3 separate regions of the Sus scrofa genome follow, and all the other regions are linked to region 1. The links are chromatin contacts, called in public HiChIP or PLAC-seq maps. All regions are on one chromosome and are shown on one strand. Each heading gives the region's core, a stretch centred on a gene start, on an enhancer-like site or on the middle of the called end of the contact. The rest is flanking DNA. Distances are from core to core; before and after follow the strand shown.

Region 1 (3,265 bases), core at 357-2,856:
CAGCCGAGTGCTTTGTGACTACCGGGGATGAGAGAGCGCGCGGGAAGAAATAAAACGCCGCTGTACCCCTAGCGACAGAGAAAGTCTATCCGTCCCCTTCGACCCCAAATGAGCCCCTCCGTAGGGCCGCTCCCAAATTTCACTGCTCCCAAAACGAAGCGGGGTTCACTATAAGAAAGCAGAAACCCGCATCGGAGACACGACGCGAGGAGAGCCTTCCCCGTCTGGGGGGAAATTTCACGGCTCAGCCCAGCCTGCATCGCCACATCTACCCCAATTTAATGTCAGGGCGGGATTTGCTGCAGAGTTTGCTGGAAAGAATGTTATTCAACGCGCACCAGACCCGGGCTGTGTGCTTCCCAAGTGAAACTTGCAGCCCCAGGGCCAGACGGAGCTATCCTTCCCACAGGTTCTTGTGAGAGAAAAGCACCCCCTATCCCCAGTCTCCGAAATTTCCTCCAACGGGCTGCAAAGGCTCAAATTGTCCTTCCTAGCTCCGCTCCCTCATCCAGTTAGGTTGTGTAAAAATACGGAGATTCTGTTTGCTCTCAAGAACAGAGTGATTTCCCTCAAGAAACTCCTACAAGAGCTTTAAGCAGCCTCTGCGTTGCAGCGCGTCCAAGCCGCCGCGGAATTTTCCGATTTTCAAGAGGTAGTAAAGTGAATTTCGGTGCAGAGAAAAGTGAGGGGTGTTATCGTTGCAAGGTGGGGGTGGGCGCGAGGAAGAGCTAGGAGGCTTTTTGTTTTCTAAAGTTAGACTTGCTCCAAAGTGCCAGTACAAACTGCAACGCGTTGTGGTTTCCGAATTTAGAGAATCGTGTGGAGTTTGTGCCCACCCCTGCGGCCAGGGGCCCCACACAGCGTTCTGGGGCCCACCTCCCTGTCCCCAAGAGCAAGCGGAAGCCGGGGGCGGAGTGGGGGGGGCAACTCTCTGGGCAACGCCAGGCGCAGCTGACTTTGTCCGATACTCTCGACTCTTTGGTCTTCTCCCTTCTTGTGCCAACCCAGAACCATTCCGTCGCCGCCAGGATTGCACCGGGTGGGGGCGGGGGGGTGGGCAGGAAGGAGGGCCAAACGTCTAGGCTGCGGAATCTCCCAACAGGTAGTTTCACCCGGGAGCAGGCCAGGCTTAAATATCAAAGGCTGGGCCGACCAGACCGCCTTAAGCTGGAGCCCTGACGCAGTCACCTAGGGAGCCGGAGAAGGAAAGTTGCGTTAAGGGAGTCACTTTTAAATAACCCTGTTTTCTCTCCAATCTCCAACGTATCTCGAAATAGCGCGAGCTGTGTCGTTTGGAATGGCACTCCATGAGCCTAAATAAGCTGCTTCAGGCTGTAAATTCATATCCAATTTGGATTCTTCCCGTTCCCCCCGCCCCCAAACCCCAGTAGTTAGTACAGAACCCAGTTCGGCTTTAGAGCGGTAGGTATTTATTTGAGAATTGGGAGATTCCTCTTCGAAACGCCCTAGGCTCCAGAGCAAAAGAGGAAAAGGCTGTGTTGCACTTGGATGGTATAATTGAATTATGCCTTTCCCTGGTGCGCAGTGAGGAAAAGCAGAATGCCAGGCCGTATGCGGCATGGGCGGGCTGCGGCCTCGCGCTCCAGCGAGCGCACCACACTTCCTTCCCAGGGTGCGGGGAGAAGTTGGGTTGGGCCACTCACTGTGTCCTGCCTCCAGCAAGGAGGATCTGGCTGGGAAGTCGGCAGAAGCCTGATCATAGCTCCGTGGCTCCCACCCCTTCCGGCGCACTCTCCCAAATGTGCCCACCTGAGGCCTTGGGCGCACGTGGTGCGCGGAGACCCGGTGCGCGACTGGAAACCGAGCAGAGCTCCCCAAGCATCCCTGGCGCCCGCACGGCCCTCGCTGGGTAGGGGAAGGTGGGGGACCGAGCTCTTGAGCCGACGGATCTAATCCCGCCTTGGCAGACAAGTCTTTACTGCTGAAGCTCCGAGCCATCGCTGAGTACCGTTTTCGGCACCAATACAACCCGCCGAACTCCCAGCTCCGCCCGGTCTGTCTCCTAGAGAAACGTCCTCAGACTCCCCACAGTCCTTTGGCCCCTTGAAGCCTCTGGGGCTGGGGCGGACCTGACCTGGGAGACTTGGATCTTTAACTGCTTCAGGACCTGGTCTCCCAGTAGCACCCAGCCCGCTCCCCCGTGCCCATCCAAGCACAGCTTGTTGCCCTGCGTCTCCGCTGCTAACCGTGCTACCAAAACTTTCCAAAGTTTTCTTCGCGCTTTGCCACCTCCAGTTCCCCTAGGCTGGTGCAGGCAGGAGGAAGAAAAAGAACCCCCCCACCCCACGCCACCTCCATCTATCCTTCTCTCCTCTCCCTCCCACCTTCGGCCTCCCTTGTGAGTCCAAACCTTGAGAGTGGGAGCGCGCGTTGCTGGAGCCCCCGTAGGCACCGACTCTGCAGGGGATAGAGTTCAGAGTTGGTTCCACATCCCCCCACTCTGTGCGCCGTGGCCGTTCCCGCCCCCTCCTCCCCCACCTCGTTTGCAACTCGGGGACCTGAGGGCTTGTAGTTTAGTTTTGTTCAAATTTAGCTTTTTTTTTTTCCAGATTTTTTTTTTTCTTTGAGATTCCACCCTGCTGGAGCCTCGAGATTCCGCATGCCTTCCAGTTTCCCGGCGTGGGGATCGGGAGTCACATCCTTCGTGCCGGGCGGGTCGTTTCCCCCGAGTGGGGCGAGGGGCTCTCAGGCCGAGATTTCTCCAGCTGGGTTTTGTCTCCCTGGGAGACCCTCCGTCCTGGTGTGGGGCAAATTCCTGCTGGAGCTGGTCTCAGTGCCAGCCTCCTGTGCCTCTCCCCCACCCCCACCCCCACCCCCAACCCTCCCCACCAGAACTGTAGATGCAGCCGGTTCAGGGGATGTTTTTATGCCCGTTTAGGGAATGGGACTAGGCAGGAGAGGGGAAACGCTGTTTTAATAACTTCGTGGTCTTCCCACACACGGGAAAATTTGAGGTAGAAAGGTTCCCTCACAGAAGATCCCGCAGGGACGTGCCTCCAGGAGACTCCCAAATAAAGTACCCCAAGGTTGCTGGTTTATGGGCTATTACGTTTTTATTTTGTCTAGGATTAGCGGGGTTGGAGATTTTTGCGGCCAGCTTCACTATCCCGGGGCTTCGACTTCCAAACCAACAAGCAAGCAGAAGCGTCCAGGGAAACTAGATCCCCCGGTGCGCTGCGGGGCCGCGTGCGGGAATCAGGAACGAAATATGCTGAGAACTGCACCGCGCAGACTCCTGAGCCTG
Region 2 (3,212 bases), core at 641-3,140, 150 kb after region 1:
TGCTTGTTGAACAGTTTGTCATTCTAGGACTTAGGAACTCTCAAGGAGGGAAAGTTAATAAGTTGGCAGTGTCAAACTATAGACTCTCAGGAAAGTTAAAAAAAAAACAACAAAAAAACCAAACCTCAAGTTTTAAAAATAATAGTAAGGGGGTTCCCATGGTGGCTCAGTGGTTATGAACTTGACTAGTATCCATGAGGATACGAGTTCGATTCCTGGTCTCACTCAGTGGGTTAAGGATCCAGGGATGCTATGAGTTGTGGTGTAGGTCACAGACAGGGGAGGGCATGGGGAGGGTGGGGTGCTGGTCCTCTGATTCTTCCATTGCTGTGGCTGTGGCTGTGGCTGTGGCGTAGGCCAGTGACTACTGCTCCACTCAACCCTTAGCTTGGGAACTTCCATATGCTGTAGGTATGGCCCTAAAAAAAGCAAATATATGTTACAGGAAACTGGAGATACTTTCTGAACATACCAACTTTTTTCACCAGTCTGTTAAGAGTGGCCTGCTGTTCTCCAACTATGGGACTTTGATCCTCCTGATAACTAATTAAGCAAGGGTTGAAAATCCCTAAATGTCTTTTGTTCAGAATTTTTTAACAGTGGTTAAAAAATGTTCTGTCTTACAAAGGTCCAAGAGGTATGTGTGTGTATGTATTTCAAGTGAGTGCTAGTGAATAGACAGTATTCAAAATATACCATTACAGAGACATTAGACATTCTATAATGTTGAAGATTTTAAGAAATAAAGTGGAAATCATTGGTGTGGCTGTGCTGTGTGTGGACATACAATTAAAGCTCGAAAGACTGGGCATTTAGTGAATAAGCAGTATGAGTGTAATGAGTGCCACAGGTCCAGGTCAGCATTATGGAATTCATCTTTCACTTCTGAATTTTCTCTGGTCAGAGACAATGTTGGATTCAGATGAAGCTTAGTAATGATTGAAGTATAGTACACCAGGCCTGCCGTGTCTCTCAACCTAAGCTTACAATTGTGGAACACCCTAAAAGAAAAAATCCAGTGACCTCATTATGTAGTATTTGGCAGCTGTGGACACAGCATTTTAGCTGGGACTTTAATAGAGAAAAGACAGGACAGAGACAGTACACATCCTGTGAGATCTAGGTGTCCTTCTGAAGCATTTTAGTTTATAATTTAAGGGCTTTTTGCCTTCCTACTCCGAGCAGCCTGGACAGTTAAGAGTTCCAGTCAGCCCCTCCCTCCCCTGCCCTCCCTCCTTTTGGTCAATCCTTGGAACTTGCATACACCATGGATTTGGTCTCGATTTTTACAATTAAGTGGGTTTTGTGCTCTGGATGTTTGCCATAGAAGGGTCTAAATCTTTTTTTTTTTTTTTTTCCTTCCTTAAAATGTGTTACTCTGATGATGTAAGAGAAGCACAGCCTCTTAAGGAAAGAAAAGGAAGCCCGTGAACTATTTGGGAGGTTTTCATTTTGCATACACCCATGCTTTGCGAAAGACTTTAAGTCCGGGTCAAAATCATGCCCTTGCAAATAGGAAAATGTGGGCTTGGCTCATGCTTTTGCTGGAGTACATGTCCCCGGAGTGGGGCGTTCTTATTTTACTTCTTCCCACAAAGTTGATCGGGTTTCTCTCACGAGGAGAGGGCCCTCTGGGCCTAGGCCTCAGTGAAATGCAGGGGAGACCCCTGGGCGCCCCTTTGCGACGGGGAGGGTCCCCGGGGTGCTCTGGCGTTCGCGTCTCAGGCCGCTTTGTGAAGCAGGGTGTCGTACCGAGCCCCTTGCAGTGGGAAACGTGCTTCCGCGCTTGCTCCGAGGCCCGGCGGCCGCCGCCCTCCGGCCTCCGCGCGAGGCGAGGCGAGGCGAGGCGGGCCGGCCCGGCGACATTTCACGAGGCCGCTTGGCAGCCATTTTAGATCCTGCCCGCGCTGCGAGCTCCTGGCTGCCAAAAACTGCAGCCGCTCCGTGCCAAGACACTCTTGGCAGTGGAGATAAACTTTGTAGAGATACACAGTCCAGAAATATCTTATAATTACAAAGCACAGGGGGCAGAATGTTTTTACAATACAGCTGTGCTAATGTAAACATTTAATTTGGCAGCCTTCTCCACCCACTTTTCAATTAACCGGGTTTAGGCAGATACTTTAGGTCTGTAATAAACTTTATTGCTACTTCTCGTAGAGTACAGTTTATGAAACACAGATTGGAGGGGCTTTGTTGGGGGGTTTCCATGCATATAGGAAAGCACATGGTGAAGGTTGTGCTGCCATGAAGGGGAAGTGTAAGCTTTCTGTCTCAGAAACCGCTACAGGCCCGGCTTGACGGAAACAGTTGCTTTAAGGGGAGAAAACTGTGGGGGCTGTCTCCTTTGGCTTCTTCAGCCTGCGAGAGGATATTAATAGAAAGAGGTAGAATCACTTATATAGCTACAAAAAGACACTTGTGTTGGTGATCATTAAAAAAGATAAATGTCCCCTGCAATGCATGAGACTGTTTCAGAGATAAATTCCCAATAACAGTTCTTACAGATATAATTATAATAATTGTGTAATCGCCGTGATAATTATTCTTATAGAGTGAAAGAAATAATTTTCTATCTAAAGTAGCATTCAACTCTTCAGCTCACAAAGCTAGTCAATAGATCCTTTTCAGCTAACCTAGAAAAAAAAATGGTAGAGGTCATAGAGTTTTAAAGCTAAATTTGGTTTTAATTGACATTGAGAAAGGGAATTTTTTTTTTCATAAGGAATATGACATCACATTTCATGATAGCTCTTTGCATAGATGTGTTTACACATTTCTCAGATAAATTAGAGAATACCATATACATGCCAAACGTATGGATATTTCATTTTTTAAAGACAAAGAAGGCATTCAGCTCATATTTTCATGTCTTACCATTTAGAAACTTTGCCTTGATTCTGGTTTTTATGGTTTTTAAAAATTATCTTTTTTTTTTTTTTCTCCACTTAATGGTGGATTTTCATAATAGCAAACCATTCTTATATTTTCCCCTCAGGACTCCATTTGAGTGCCTCGTTTAGTCTGGCTCCAACACCATTCAATCTGTGGGGTGTGACCATAAAGTAATTTTCAATTTGAAGTTGTATTCTTCTGTTCAGCTCCCAAAGCTCATCACCAGATCCCTTTCAGCCATCCTGAGAGATGATAGTGGTCAGAGAATTTTGAAGTTGTACTCTTATTATTTTATAGTCTTGTTATTTTTATCCTCC
Region 3 (3,205 bases), core at 391-2,890, 210 kb after region 1:
ATATCATTTGGGGAGTTCCCTTCATGCCTCAGTGATTAACAAATCTGACTAGGAACCATGAGGTTGCGGGTTTGACCCCTGGCCTCACTCAGAGTGAGTTAAGGATCTGGCGTTGCTGTGAGCTGTCGTGTAGGTTGCGTTGTGGCTTGGATCCCACATTGCTGTGGCTCTGGCATAAGCCGGCAGCTGCAGCTCCAATTAGATCCTTAGCCTGGGAACCTCCATATGCCGCACATGGCCCTAGAAAAGACAAAAAGACTAAATAAATAAATAAAAATAAAAGTATACCATTTGGTTTGAATTTGGCAATACCCCATTTTTTTGTGGTTGATCTTAGGAATAAAGGATCAATAACCTAATTTTTTAGGAAAAGCTCAGTAAGAATGTACAAAATAGTTTATAATCAGTAAAGTACCACAAAATGTTTAATATTATTGATAGGTTACTACTAATAATTACTATTTAATAAGTACCTTCTAAATGCCAGCCACTAAATGCACTGCGCTTTATGTTTAAAAACTCATTTAAAAACTCATTTAATCCTCTCAGCCATTCCCCTTTGAACTAGGTTTTATTATTTCCATTTTACAGATGATTTAAACTGAGCTTAGGAAGGCTAAGGAGTTTACTTACCTTTGAATTGATATGAAAGAATTACATTGTTGATGGCAAGATGAGCATGATTAATATTGATAATTATTATGAGGCAGGTAAAATCATAACAATGGTTCTAAAATTAATATACTTATCACATTCAGAATTTATTTTTTACAACTGAAAATACTAGTTTACTTCTGGAAATATATTTCAAAAGGTAAACACAACACCACATTTTAAATCAGCTATACTTCAATTTTTAAAAGGGTAGATATAACAAATGTCATATTTGTTAGGCAGGAACAATTATATTGTGGTATAATAAATGATATGTACAACTAGAAATGTTTACTACTGTTGATGACTTGAATACTTACCATTATTTTATAATGAATCTGAGATACTTTTTCTTGTATTTATGGACATTTCCACAGAAAGAATCTTCTCAAATTATATACTTTCAAATGCCACATATCTTCCCAGAAATCCTATTAATGTTAACTGTCATCATATTTTAACAGCAAAAGACCCAAAACTATATCCATAGATGAAAACATGGAACCAAGTCCTACAGGAGACTTTTATCCCTCTCCGAATTCACCAGCTGCTGGAAGTCGAACATGGCATGAAAGAGATCAAGGTGAGGAGGAAGGAGTTGTCTCTAGGGAAATAGAGTAAAATGTCGATTCATTTCATAAGTTTCATTTAGTCAAAATTTCATGATTGAATTAGTATGGATTATATTTTCTTCATGAGATGATTGCAGTAAAGGTATTTTTAACATAACATTTTAAGGTAACACTAGTCAAAGGTTGTTAAAGTAAAGGTACAAAAATCCCACACTTCTATATGTTTTTTGAACTTTTTTCCTCTGGACAAAATGATCTTTTAGAACCTTCACTTTGTATGTGACTGGTGGTGATCTGTCTACATTAGTTGGTTGGATTGCAGCAGAAGCACTAGTTCAGATTCAGTTAGATCAGTTTGCTGCTCTCTATGGGGTGTTTTAAGAAGGAGCCAAGCTTTAAGCAGTTTGCAAGTGCCAGTTACTGAAAGTTCCCATTTAGAGGAAGCTGTACTTCCTCTTGGAAGTAGGTACAACATCAGCAATAAATAAAAGTGTAATGGGAGACACGTGACATCTGAGTCACTTGAGTTATTCTTTCTAGATAAAATTATCACCTGGTTCTAGGGCAGCTCTGAGGAAAAAATATAACTTGAAGAAATAGGGGTTATGTGGCTCTCTGAATTCATGCTTAGCTCTTTTTCATGCTTAAAGTCTATTGGAGTAAATATATTTCATTGGACATGCTCATGCCTTTTTGCCGTTATTATTAAACATGGAAATAGATTAGCTCACTACAATTTTTATTTATTTTTATTCTTTTTGAAAATCAGCTGGAGAGTTTTGGCTCTGAGACCCCCTCCCCCTCCCCAGTGTCTTCTTCCCACAGTAGACAAAACCTTATTTTAAAACATAATCATGTCAGAGTTCCTCTTGTGGCTCAGCAGGTTAAGAACCTGATTAGTATCTGTGAGGGTGTAGGTTCTAACCCTGGCCTTGCTCAGTGGGTTAAGGATCTGGCATTACCACAAGCTGTGGTGTAGCTCACAGATACGACTCAGATCCGGTGTTGCCATAGCTCTGGCATAGGCCAGAGGCTAGGGCCCCAATTTGACCTTTAGCCCGGGAACTTCCATATGCCACAGGTGCAGCCCTAAAAATAAAAGCAAAAAAATAAAACAGAACAATGTCATATCATTCTCCTGCTTCATTCACTTCCATCTCTACCTAGGAGAAAGTCAGAATTTCCTCATATAATCCATAGACCTTTTTTTGCCCTCTGGCCTCTGACCACTGCCCCAGCCCCAGCAGAAGCTGTCTATTTCCTTCTTGCACTTAAGCCTGCTGCTTTGTTTAGATTTGGAAATGTAACACCCCAAATCTTAATATAAGCCCTAACCTCCAGTGTGTTCCTCTTTTAACTGTTCATCTGGCAAATTCTTGGTCATCTTTCAGGTCACAGTCTAAACTGAGGGATTTCAAGTGAAATAAGGTCTTTCTCTCTTAACACCTAGTATTGTTCCTTCACTGTACTCATAATATGTAGTTCCATATTTGCTTCTGGGATTGTGTAAATCTGTCTGCATTATGAGGGCAGGGACTTTTATCTGTTTTGGCTATGGTATAACAAGAGCCTGGTAACCATGCACGACACTCGATGCATAGTAGGGGCAAACAAATATCTGTTGGATACATGAACCATTGATGGGCAGGACGCCAGTCTCATTAGCAAAGGCAAAAAGTAACAGGAACTTCACCAGACTTGCAGAAGTGAGAATAAAAGCAAAACCCTCAACCCTTTATATTGTATTGAGTGTTTTACTGACATTGTCAGTTTTTTCTAAACAAAGCCATATTTTCACCATTCAAAAATTGTTCTGGGAAAGATTCTAATGATAATAATAATAACATTGTGAATGGGTGGGAATGGATGCGTTGTTCAGAAGTGTAGGTGTTCTTTATTATAGAGAGTGTCACTTTATAAGCATTGATTCCTCTTTCAGCCTATTGAATAAAGCCAATCTCAAATCATATTATAAAACA

The links. HiChIP or PLAC-seq counts read pairs in DNA pulled down with a chosen protein or histone mark.
Region 2: a contact with region 1 is called in an H3K27ac HiChIP or PLAC-seq map of skeletal muscle. The contact joins two enhancer-like sites. A contact is called at or near these places in 6 of 47 Hi-C or Micro-C datasets (heart right ventricle, mesenteric adipose tissue, retroperitoneal adipose tissue and 2 more) and 1 of 2 datasets of contacts at active chromatin or transcription factors (skeletal muscle).
Region 3: a contact with region 1 is called in an H3K27ac HiChIP or PLAC-seq map of skeletal muscle. The contact joins two enhancer-like sites. A contact is called at or near these places in 1 of 47 Hi-C or Micro-C datasets (heart right ventricle) and 1 of 2 datasets of contacts at active chromatin or transcription factors (skeletal muscle).

What each region holds. Positions count from the first base shown.
Region 1 is chr1:208,148,490-208,151,754 of Sscrofa11.1, forward strand. All of the region lies in intron 1 of LOC100514506 (a long non-coding RNA gene), which reads right to left. Among named protein-coding and RNA genes, the nearest start is that of NFIB, 32 kb to the right of the region's middle. Within about 2 kb of position 1,607, at least 36 of the 83 cell types and tissues checked have an H3K27ac peak or open chromatin away from gene starts, as enhancers often do. A contact at or near this core is called in retroperitoneal adipose tissue, skeletal muscle and subcutaneous adipose tissue, where this site is marked.
Region 2 is chr1:208,295,096-208,298,307 of Sscrofa11.1, forward strand. The region is part of intron 2 of NFIB (nuclear factor 1 B-type); the gene reads left to right. Among named protein-coding and RNA genes, the nearest start is that of NFIB, 110 kb to the left of the region's middle. Within about 2 kb of position 1,891, at least 35 of the 83 cell types and tissues checked have an H3K27ac peak or open chromatin away from gene starts, as enhancers often do. A contact at or near this core is called in retroperitoneal adipose tissue, skeletal muscle and subcutaneous adipose tissue, where this site is marked.
Region 3 is chr1:208,363,306-208,366,510 of Sscrofa11.1, forward strand. It overlaps NFIB (nuclear factor 1 B-type), which reads left to right. Exons shown (of 12, transcript XM_021063648.1): 6 at 1,119-1,237. Among named protein-coding and RNA genes, the nearest start is that of NFIB, 180 kb to the left of the region's middle. Within about 2 kb of position 1,641, at least 1 of the 83 cell types and tissues checked has an H3K27ac peak or open chromatin away from gene starts, as enhancers often do. A contact at or near this core is called in skeletal muscle, where this site is marked.